Regions from separate parts of the Mus musculus genome. Here all the other regions are linked to region 3. The links are chromatin contacts, called in public HiChIP or PLAC-seq maps. All regions are on one chromosome and are shown on one strand. The core of a region is the stretch at or near the end of the contact, and the rest is flanking DNA. Distances in the headings are between cores, read along the strand shown.

Region 1 (2,984 bases), core at 109-2,608, 180 kb before region 3:
GGCTATGATCTTTTGAAGGTTTCACAGGACAGAAGGACCCATCTCCCAAGATGGCTGCCTGATACTCAGGAGGCCTTAGTACCTTGTTGGTTATTGATATGAGAATGCAGTTCCTTACTCTGGAGGCCTCCCATAAATTCTGATAATCCTTATGACTTGGTAGTTGGTTGCCTTCCCCGAAGGTGGTGACCTAAGAGAGAGAATGGCCATGACCAAGCCATGACACCACAGGCTGACATTTCTACTGTGCTCCTTCTTCTTGTAAGGAACAAATCCTCTGTCTCCCGCAGCCAGAGTAGATCAACCCTTTCTTGCTATGTGTTTTTTAATTTTTCAACTTCCCAGGGTCACAGAGCCCAGTGTCACTGTCAGCAGAAACTTCCTGCACATCTGGATGCTGGGAGACCCTCTTTTGTCTTTTCCTCTTCTGTCTCATTACGTGCCAAAGCTTCTTTCTCCTCTGCCAAACTCCCACAGAGCATAGCCAGCCTGGGGAATGTGAGCATTTTTAAAGTCTTGCTCACCATGGGCAAGAGTAAACAGAGAGCCCAACTCCATGGAGCTTATGCTGTGGAAGGAGAGAGAATGTATGCAAAAATATATACAACAGGAAGATGGAAGTGAGGGGCATGTTAGGAACTACATATTGCTGTTATTTATGGCATGAGAAAGATTGCTATTTAAAAAATTTTGGCCTTTTGTGTGGGACCGCTGGATTTAAATTGTATCAGTATGGTACAGAGGCTAGTGTGCAACAAGACATGCTTACCTCTGTTTGATTCTTTGGGCAGACGACTTGACCCCTATGCTAATTGCTTTTCTCTTTGCTGAGACAAAACTGACTAAAATCAGTCTCAAGAGAGGGGGTTTAAGGTTCAAAGTTTGAAGACACAGTCCATCATAGTGGGGAAAGCATAGCAGCAGGGGCCTGCGGAAGCTGGTTACATTGTATCCACAGTCAGGAAGCAGAGAGATGAACATTGAGGCTCAGCTCTTGTGAGCTCAGTACACATTAAGTAACAATTATTTCTCCGGTTCAAGGCATACTTCCAGAATTGGGGGGTTGGGGCTAGAAATTGGAACTTGAAGGATGTGAAAGATTAAAAGATAATTCAAACTATTGAGATATTTACTGTAATTATAATTTGTAGGGCTTATATGTCTGCTCTTCACAAGTGGTCCAGGTCTTATTGTGAGACTTTTGTCACAGATAAGGAAAGTAACAGCCAGAGGATGGATGGCACTTGCTCAAAGTCCAGTACCTGGCAGCTGAATTGCTGCCACATCTGTCATCTTTGAGGCCTGTTTTCCCTCTAGTCTCTGTGGTTTTTACCCTCCTCCCAGAGAGTAAACTCAGCCCCCAAACTGCAAGATAAGAGGCTGATAGGTACTGACTAAGTCTTACACTCTGCTCTGCCCTGCTCTCTGTTTCTGGTCAAAAAGAAAACATTTCCTGGATTTTCCAATGTCACAGGAAAGGTCACCTCTCACCCAATTATCTGAAATCTGTTGCTTCTTTTAGGGGCCTACTTCAGGACTCTTGTTCTGTTCACCCCATGTCTGTGGGGCCACAGCTGTTTTGTTCTCTTAGCTTACTGCTAAGGAATTTAAGCCCTGCTCTTCTTTCCTTGGACTTTAGTAAATCCAGCTGCAAAGCCAGAGAACCCTTTTATACCTCTTCACCTCACTCAGAATCTTCACTCAGAAATAATTCCCCATTAGGAAGAGCTACTTGCAAAGAACTGAGTATTACCCTATGGTGTACTGGTTGGCTCTCAACCTTTCTAATGCTGTAATCCTTTAATAAACTTCCTCGTCTTATGGTGACCCCTCCCCCCCCCAACCATAAATTACTTTCATTGCTACTTCCTGATTGGAACTCGGCTACTGTTAAGAATTGTAACGTAGATATATTTGGGAGATAGAGGTTTGCCAAAGGGGTCATGGCCCACAGGTTGAGAACCACTGCCGCATGACCTGCCACACTCCAGTCTTCCAGATTACCTGTAGGTTTTTTGACCATGCAGTCTTGGTAAAGAATAGGTCTTAAGCCATAGCTGACTTAGTCTTGCTGTGTGACCTTGGAAGCCCCTTAGTCTTTTTGCACTTTATTTTATAAAGCTAAACACTAGAGGTTGGAGTAGAGAGCTCTAATGTCCTTTCAATATAAAAGCATTTCTGACTCAGATACAAGTGGATCCCTTCCAATAGTTTTCAGTGTGTCCGGCACCCCAGATACACAGGATTGATTGAAGCTTTTGCTATGCCTAACACTTCCCTCTTTTTATGAGTTTCCTAATTGCCCTACAGTGTTATTACTGTGAAGAGACACCATGACCAAGGCAATTCTTATAATGGCAAACATTTCATTGTAATTGGGGCTGGCTTATAGCATTATCATCATAGCAGGAAGCACGGCAGTGTGCAGACAGGCATGGTGTTGGAGGAGCCAAGATTTCTACATCTTCATCTGAGGTTAGCCAGGAGGAGACTATCTTCTGCAGGCAGCCAGGAGGAGACTCTTCCACACTTAAGCACTAGCAGACCTAAAAGCCCACCCCCACAGTGACACACGTCCTCCAACAAAGCCACACCCATCCAATAAGGCCACACCTCCTAATAATGCCAGTCCCCATGGGCCAAGCCTATGGGGGCCAAACCGATTCAAACCACCACACTAATTATTTAAGGAAGTGAACGTTGACTGTGGATCAGCCCCAAGGCAACAGGTTAGCATATGTTAATCTCAAAGAACACATGGGAATGATCTCGATTCCAGCACTCAAAGTTGTTATAAGGAACCTTAATAAATGTATATGAGCACTGCATCTAAGCCATACAGTTTCGCTCATGTGTAAGGGTCCAGTGCTATGACTCTCAGTATCTCATCTTTAATTTCCTGGATCCAAACACCTGCTCATTATTGCCTCCCACCCTCAAACAGCAACTTGGGAAGACACACACCAAGCTCATCTTTTGTGTGA
Region 2 (2,847 bases), core at 240-2,739, 200 kb before region 3:
TGGGGTGCTTTAAGAGAGGTCATGTGCTATCGTTCATTTTGGTTTTGTGAAGATCACTCTGCACAGATGGTGAGTGAGAGAGCATCATAAATCAATGGGCAAAGGAGTGCCAGCCATAAAGAAGCTGCTGCGGGGGACTTTCCTACGTTGAGAGGTCTCTCTCACACTCCAGAGTGTAAGCCCCAGAGGAAGGGGCCCATGGTCTGTTAGTTTCCTCTCCAGCATCCAACCTTGCACATTGTTTCACTTTTTGAGGTACCTAAGGATGCTTACTGCAATCTGCATCTAATGCCAGAAGCTCTGCATACATAAGGCTCAGTCATCTGCAGAGAATAGGCATTTATTTTATCTTGTTGCTGCAAGGCTACAAGCCACTCAACCCGGCACTAGTGTTTCCTCGGCTGACCCTTTGGTCTGGCTTTGGCCTGAGTTTCCTGACTGAGACCACAGTAAACAAGGTTCCTCTTCATCCAGCTCTTCTCTATTGCTACAGAGAATCAAATGTGGCCATGCCTGGGAGTGGGCTGATGGAGTCTCTCTCTATGGTGTTTTGTTTTGTTTTGTTTGTCTTGTTTTGTTTTGTTTTTGGCATAGTTGTCTGGTTAAAACCAGAACCCAAAAATGTCAAAGCTGGAAAGCACATTAGAAATAATTCGGTTGATGCACTTCTAGTTGAGTCTCAGAGGTCCTGGGAACAGCTACTGGGATGCCCTAGGGGAAAGCCTCATTTCCATCGCTCAGAATGACACCCGGAAAGCTTAAAACAAATGAGCTTTTGGCATAGAGTGTGTCATTTTGAGACTTTTCCCTTCCCAATATCTAGTTCTGCTTTGATTCACAGGTAGAAATTCCTAGATGATGAGATTTTTAAAAATACAAATACATACATTCTTATGCGTGCACACATATACATACACAAGTGCACACATTTGAACACATGCACACATGCAAGCATGCACACACAAGCACATACACACACACACGTGAGAGAGAGAGAGAGATATTCAATATATACTTGCATCTATAAAAAGAACCTGATTGCTTTAAACAGTTTTGAAGACCCTTTCCTCATATAATCATCATTTTATAGAAGGAAAAAGATCAGGAAAATCTTTCTGACTCACTTAAGCTTCCTTAGGCTGTGACAGGCACAGGGCTGGGGCACTGTTGTGTTTATCTTCCTAATGACTTTATGGTATATCAGGCACCAGCCCTGCCTTAACTATAGATAAGGAAAACATAGACCCACGGCAAGGTAAGTAAGGTGCACATGTGTGGCAACCTTGGGTCATCGGGCACTGTTCCCATGAATGACATCAGCATCCTCCCCTTAGGATGGGCAGATCTGAGGGTATGACTACAGTCCACTCACTTGACTTTGCTAAGTTCTTATAAATCTGTTTCCTTGGGGCTCCCTAGTGACCTGCTCTCCCTACAGTAGGTAAGTTGGTAGCTTAACACATGCGTTCTTTCACGGTTATGATGCCTAGATGCCTGATCCATGAGTCAGCATCTGTGGGCCAAAAACCTGAAGAACCTTTCTTCCCCTTCCAACTTCTGCATCACTCAGCATTCTGTCACTATGACAAAATTCCTGAGGTGACCATCTGATAAGGGAAAGATGTATTTTTAGCTCACAGTTTCAGTCCATGGATGCTTGGTTCTTAGGCAGCAGAAGAACCAAACATTGTAGGAATTCATTGTAGAGTAATAGCAGGGCAGGCCAGGATCCCGACCTCTACTGCATAGACATGCCCCTGGTTACTTAACTCCCTTCCACTAGGCCCCACATCTTACAGGTCTCCTACCTTTTAGGCATGGCATGATTTGACCACCAGAAATTCAACACATGACCTTGGGGACATTTAAGATCTAAACCATAACAAGGTGGGGTGAGGCTGTACTGTTCCTTGCTTTGTGATAGTTAGGGGTCAGGCTAATCTTTGTCTCCAGAGTCCCACAGCTGTCTTTGGCCCTGTTTAAAAATCTCTGTCTGCTCCTTCTTGTGATGATGCATATGATTGCAATGAGGTCCCACATGATAACACAGCATCATCTCCTTGTCTCCTTAGCCACTCCTGTGTCTGCAGTGGCTCCTACCGGCCCTGCTCAGCTTTCACTCTATGGACTTGTAGGATCCAGGGATGAGACCCTGTCTTTTTACAGCATGAGATTTTTGCTGTTAGAAGCTGGCTAGCACACTCAAGAATGACCACTCACTGGGATCTTGCCTCGGGTTTCCCGACTGTTTCATTTATTTTGGGAGACTGTTTTTGTCAAGGTCTTGGATAGGTTTCCTTAGTCTGTACATCTGTTTGTTTGAACCTTCTATCCCTTCTTACAAAGGAATGGATACACACACATTAAACTATGCATCTGTCTGCCTGGCTTTTCTGTTAATACCATATCTGATTCAATAGTGGTAGGGGCTCCGGTGCCTTCCATCGTGGTGGGCAGAAAGTGGAGGCTTGTTTACCATCATATACTTAACAAAAATCCTCTTTCTTCATTTGTTTCTCTAGATGGTAACGAGTCTGAAATACCACAGAAAGGACCTTCTCATCAGGAAGGTCCAGAAGACTTGACTAAGGACGATGCTTTCCTTGCACCCGGTCCCTCGGCTCCTTCAAAGAGAAGGTATGGTGTTTGTATAGTTAGCCCACTCACTTTGCACCCTGGGTATGCCAGGCTCCCAGAAGACTGGAGAGACCTAGTTTCTGTCCACCAGGAGCCAAAGGGCTAAGATGGGAAGAGAGTTCTGTGTTCATTCAACTTCTCTCAGAGTGGCAACCTTCAGATGCTGGCCAGCCTTCAGCACAATTCTGGTCCCACTAGCTTCAGGATGAG
Region 3 (2,779 bases), core at 264-2,763:
ACTCTTTCGGACTTGGACTGTCTTGTCCTCTTGGTCCAGATGAGTCATTTGAAGAAAGAGGAAGGAAAATCATGTGTCAGTCCCAGGATCAGTCACACACTGAGCAGTCCATCAAGTCATGGCTTAAACAGCTCAGGACCTTCCCTCACTGCACGTTGGATGGAGGGAGAGTTAGTGAGTTCCTACCCTGATAATCTCAGCATATGCAATACGGGGATCGAGGAAACTCCTCAACCACTGTGTGTCACCTGGAAGCCCTGGATGACCACTCTGGAGGGTTAACATCAGCACCAGGTGCTCTGGGTAGAGGTCATCATGGGGGAGACGTGGGGAGATCAGGATTGTTGCTCCATGAATATCGCCCAATTCGCAGGCGATGCCCCACCCAGCTTTGAACTCCCAGACACAACAGGCTGAACCCCAATAGAGTGTTTCAATGGTGGCAATGTCACTGTGGGAAGACACAGCTGAGGTTTTACTCTGGTCATTCATAGAATGAGACCCAAGATGGCTGAGTGAGGCAGCCCTGACTGGCATGGTGCTTGCTCAGTCTCCATTGCCCTCCTGAAGACTCACATCAGGAACCAGTCAGGCTAACAATGTTCAGTTACAAGACAAGGGACATTGAAGTGTGGTACGTGGAGGTTAGTTTAAGATGGGAAACTGGCAGAACAAGGCATCAAACCCAGGCCTACAGACTTTTCAGGAACCTTCTGATTGTTGTGACTTCTATGTCCTTTATGCCTCCGGAGTGGGGGGGGAGATCAAAATAGGATCCAGTTCCCTTTCCCTCTCCTTCCGCAAACTCAAGGAAAGTGGCCTCTGAGAAATATACAAGAGGAACAGTATGGCAAGAGCCAACCCTATTTCAGGTTACAATGCTGAATCCAGAACACTGAAGAGCCGGCTATCCATTCTCTTCCAACTGGGCTCAGGGTTTGTCTGTGAGAGAATAGAAAGAATCCCCTAGCAAAGCCAATAGAAAACCTGCCCCTGCTCCAGAGTAAAGCCACAGAAGGCTCTCTGTAGACAAAAGTGGTTTCTCAATGTCCCCCTTCCTCCTCTTCTTCCTTGACAACCTAGAGTCATGTTCCTCCTTACAATCTGTCCCAGCTGGGCCAGCTCTTCACTCCTGAAAGACAGCGGGACATTTCAGCATCGGACACATCTGAGCAGTGACCAGATGACACAGAAAACACAGGCAGCATCGTACAGACAGCATCACACCGGCTACCCTGTCAAAGGTGTTCCTAAGGTCACCAACCAGGGTCCTAGCTTCCCAGAACTTGACTCCTGTTCTGTCCTAGATAACCAGCTAGCATCTGTGCCTAGTTTTCTGCCTCTTGAGAAGCTGAGTTCACAATCTTGCCAACCTCACGGGATCTTTGTTTAAATTAAGGACAAGGCACCCTAGGGGGCATAAATGTGATAAAACAGGAGCTGTTTCTTTCCTTCTGCTCTTTTGTATGTTTGTTTTTCTGCTTGATCCATTGCTCTGGGCATGACTCATCGGGCTGGTGAGCTGAAACATCTGCCAGATTGTCAACAGAAATGTAACAGTTTAAAGGCGAGGCTGGCGAGGCTGGCACAGACGCTGATGCTTCTGACTCCACACGCAGCCCTCCAGCGAAGGTAGATACTTCAGTGAATGTCAGATCAATTGAGAAGAGACTGGGATCCGTGCACTGGGTTTAACAGGCTGCGGCCTCCCTCCTCCTCCTGGCTAGTTTGGAGACCTAAGCTGATTGGCAGAGGATGGCTTATGAAGATTTGCTCCCTACAGGGCTTTTGCCCCTCTATAGGTCTAACTCTGCAGTTGCCACCTCGCTTGCCTGCCTCTGTCAACTCCAGTGCAACTGTGTGGGTGTCTGCAAACAGGGTTGCACTCAATTTTGCTCTCCTCATCCTTAGAGCTAGAAGGTGCCCACAGCTGAGCTAGTACTCAATGGTGCAGTTGATCCAATTTAAACTTATCCCCAGCGAGACTCAGACTATGGCTATTTTATTTGGCTTTGACAGTAATAACCTTCAGTTACTGACTGTTTGCCTGTACTCCAGCCTCAGTCTCCCTGCATCTTACCTATGCGTGGCTTACAGTGCAGCCAGATGTCACCCTACGGATGGTCCCTTCTCTCATCTTCTATTCTCTCCTCCTCGTCCTCTTCCTCTTTTCCTCCTTGAAGGGACTCTAGCAGGCCCAAACATGGCAAACATGGCTCTGCAGGTCTTGCCCTTCTCCCCATTCCCTCTGCCTTACTAAGAACTCTTAGATGGCAGTCCTAAAGCTAGCCACCAAGGTCTAGTCCCTTATTTGGCCACTTCCTCCTCCTGAGGCTTAATACCAAGGTCCAGCTATCAAAGTATTGAAGTCCAGCAATCAGAAGCTCCCTCTGGCTCACCTAATAACAAACATCCCCGATCAAAATTAAACACCTCATCCCAACTCGGACTTTCTCGCTTCCCCTTTATAAACTGCATTTGCCTACCGGCCACTTCTCTCTCCTCTCTATTCAGAGGCTGTCCTTTGTCCCCCCAGGACAAATATCCCTGCCCTCTCTCCTTCTTCCTTGTCTTCTACCTCCGGTCCTTGTGTCTTATTCCCTGACCTTTGTCCCTGTGGGGCAAATAAATCTTTGTGCTTAGAACTTGGTCTTGAGGGTCCTGAGCTGATACTGATCCTTACACAATCTTCCTCTCCTTCCTCCTCCTCCTCCCCTTCCTCCTCCTCCCCTTCCTCCTCCCCCTCTTCCCTGAGACAGTCTCGTGTACCCTAGCCTCA

What was found. HiChIP or PLAC-seq counts read pairs in DNA pulled down with a chosen protein or histone mark.
Region 1: a contact with region 3 is called in a FOXA1 HiChIP or PLAC-seq map of pancreatic cancer cells. The contact joins two enhancer-like sites. A contact is called at or near these places in 2 of 115 datasets of contacts at active chromatin or transcription factors (bone marrow-derived macrophages and pancreatic cancer cells).
Region 2: a contact with region 3 is called in a FOXA1 HiChIP or PLAC-seq map of pancreatic cancer cells. The contact joins two enhancer-like sites. A contact is called at or near these places in 1 of 484 Hi-C or Micro-C datasets (nephron progenitors) and 2 of 115 datasets of contacts at active chromatin or transcription factors (bone marrow-derived macrophages and pancreatic cancer cells).

Annotation. Positions count from the first base shown.
Region 1 is chr15:58,565,848-58,568,831 of GRCm38.p6, forward strand. The region is part of intron 11 of Fer1l6 (fer-1-like 6 (C. elegans)); the gene reads left to right. Among named protein-coding and RNA genes, the nearest start is that of Gm36451, 30 kb to the right of the region's middle. Within about 2 kb of position 1,359, at least 18 of the 459 cell types and tissues checked have an H3K27ac peak or open chromatin away from gene starts, as enhancers often do. A contact at or near this core is called in pancreatic cancer cells, where this site is marked.
Region 2 is chr15:58,545,797-58,548,643 of GRCm38.p6, forward strand. It overlaps Fer1l6 (fer-1-like 6 (C. elegans)), which reads left to right. Exons shown (of 41, transcript NM_001370912.1): 3 at 2,523-2,637. Among named protein-coding and RNA genes, the nearest start is that of Fer1l6, 37 kb to the left of the region's middle. Within about 2 kb of position 1,490, at least 20 of the 459 cell types and tissues checked have an H3K27ac peak or open chromatin away from gene starts, as enhancers often do. A contact at or near this core is called in pancreatic cancer cells, where this site is marked.
Region 3 is chr15:58,745,573-58,748,351 of GRCm38.p6, forward strand. No RefSeq gene overlaps it. Among named protein-coding and RNA genes, the nearest start is that of Gm41329, 13 kb to the right of the region's middle. Within about 2 kb of position 1,514, at least 60 of the 459 cell types and tissues checked have an H3K27ac peak or open chromatin away from gene starts, as enhancers often do. A contact at or near this core is called in pancreatic cancer cells, where this site is marked.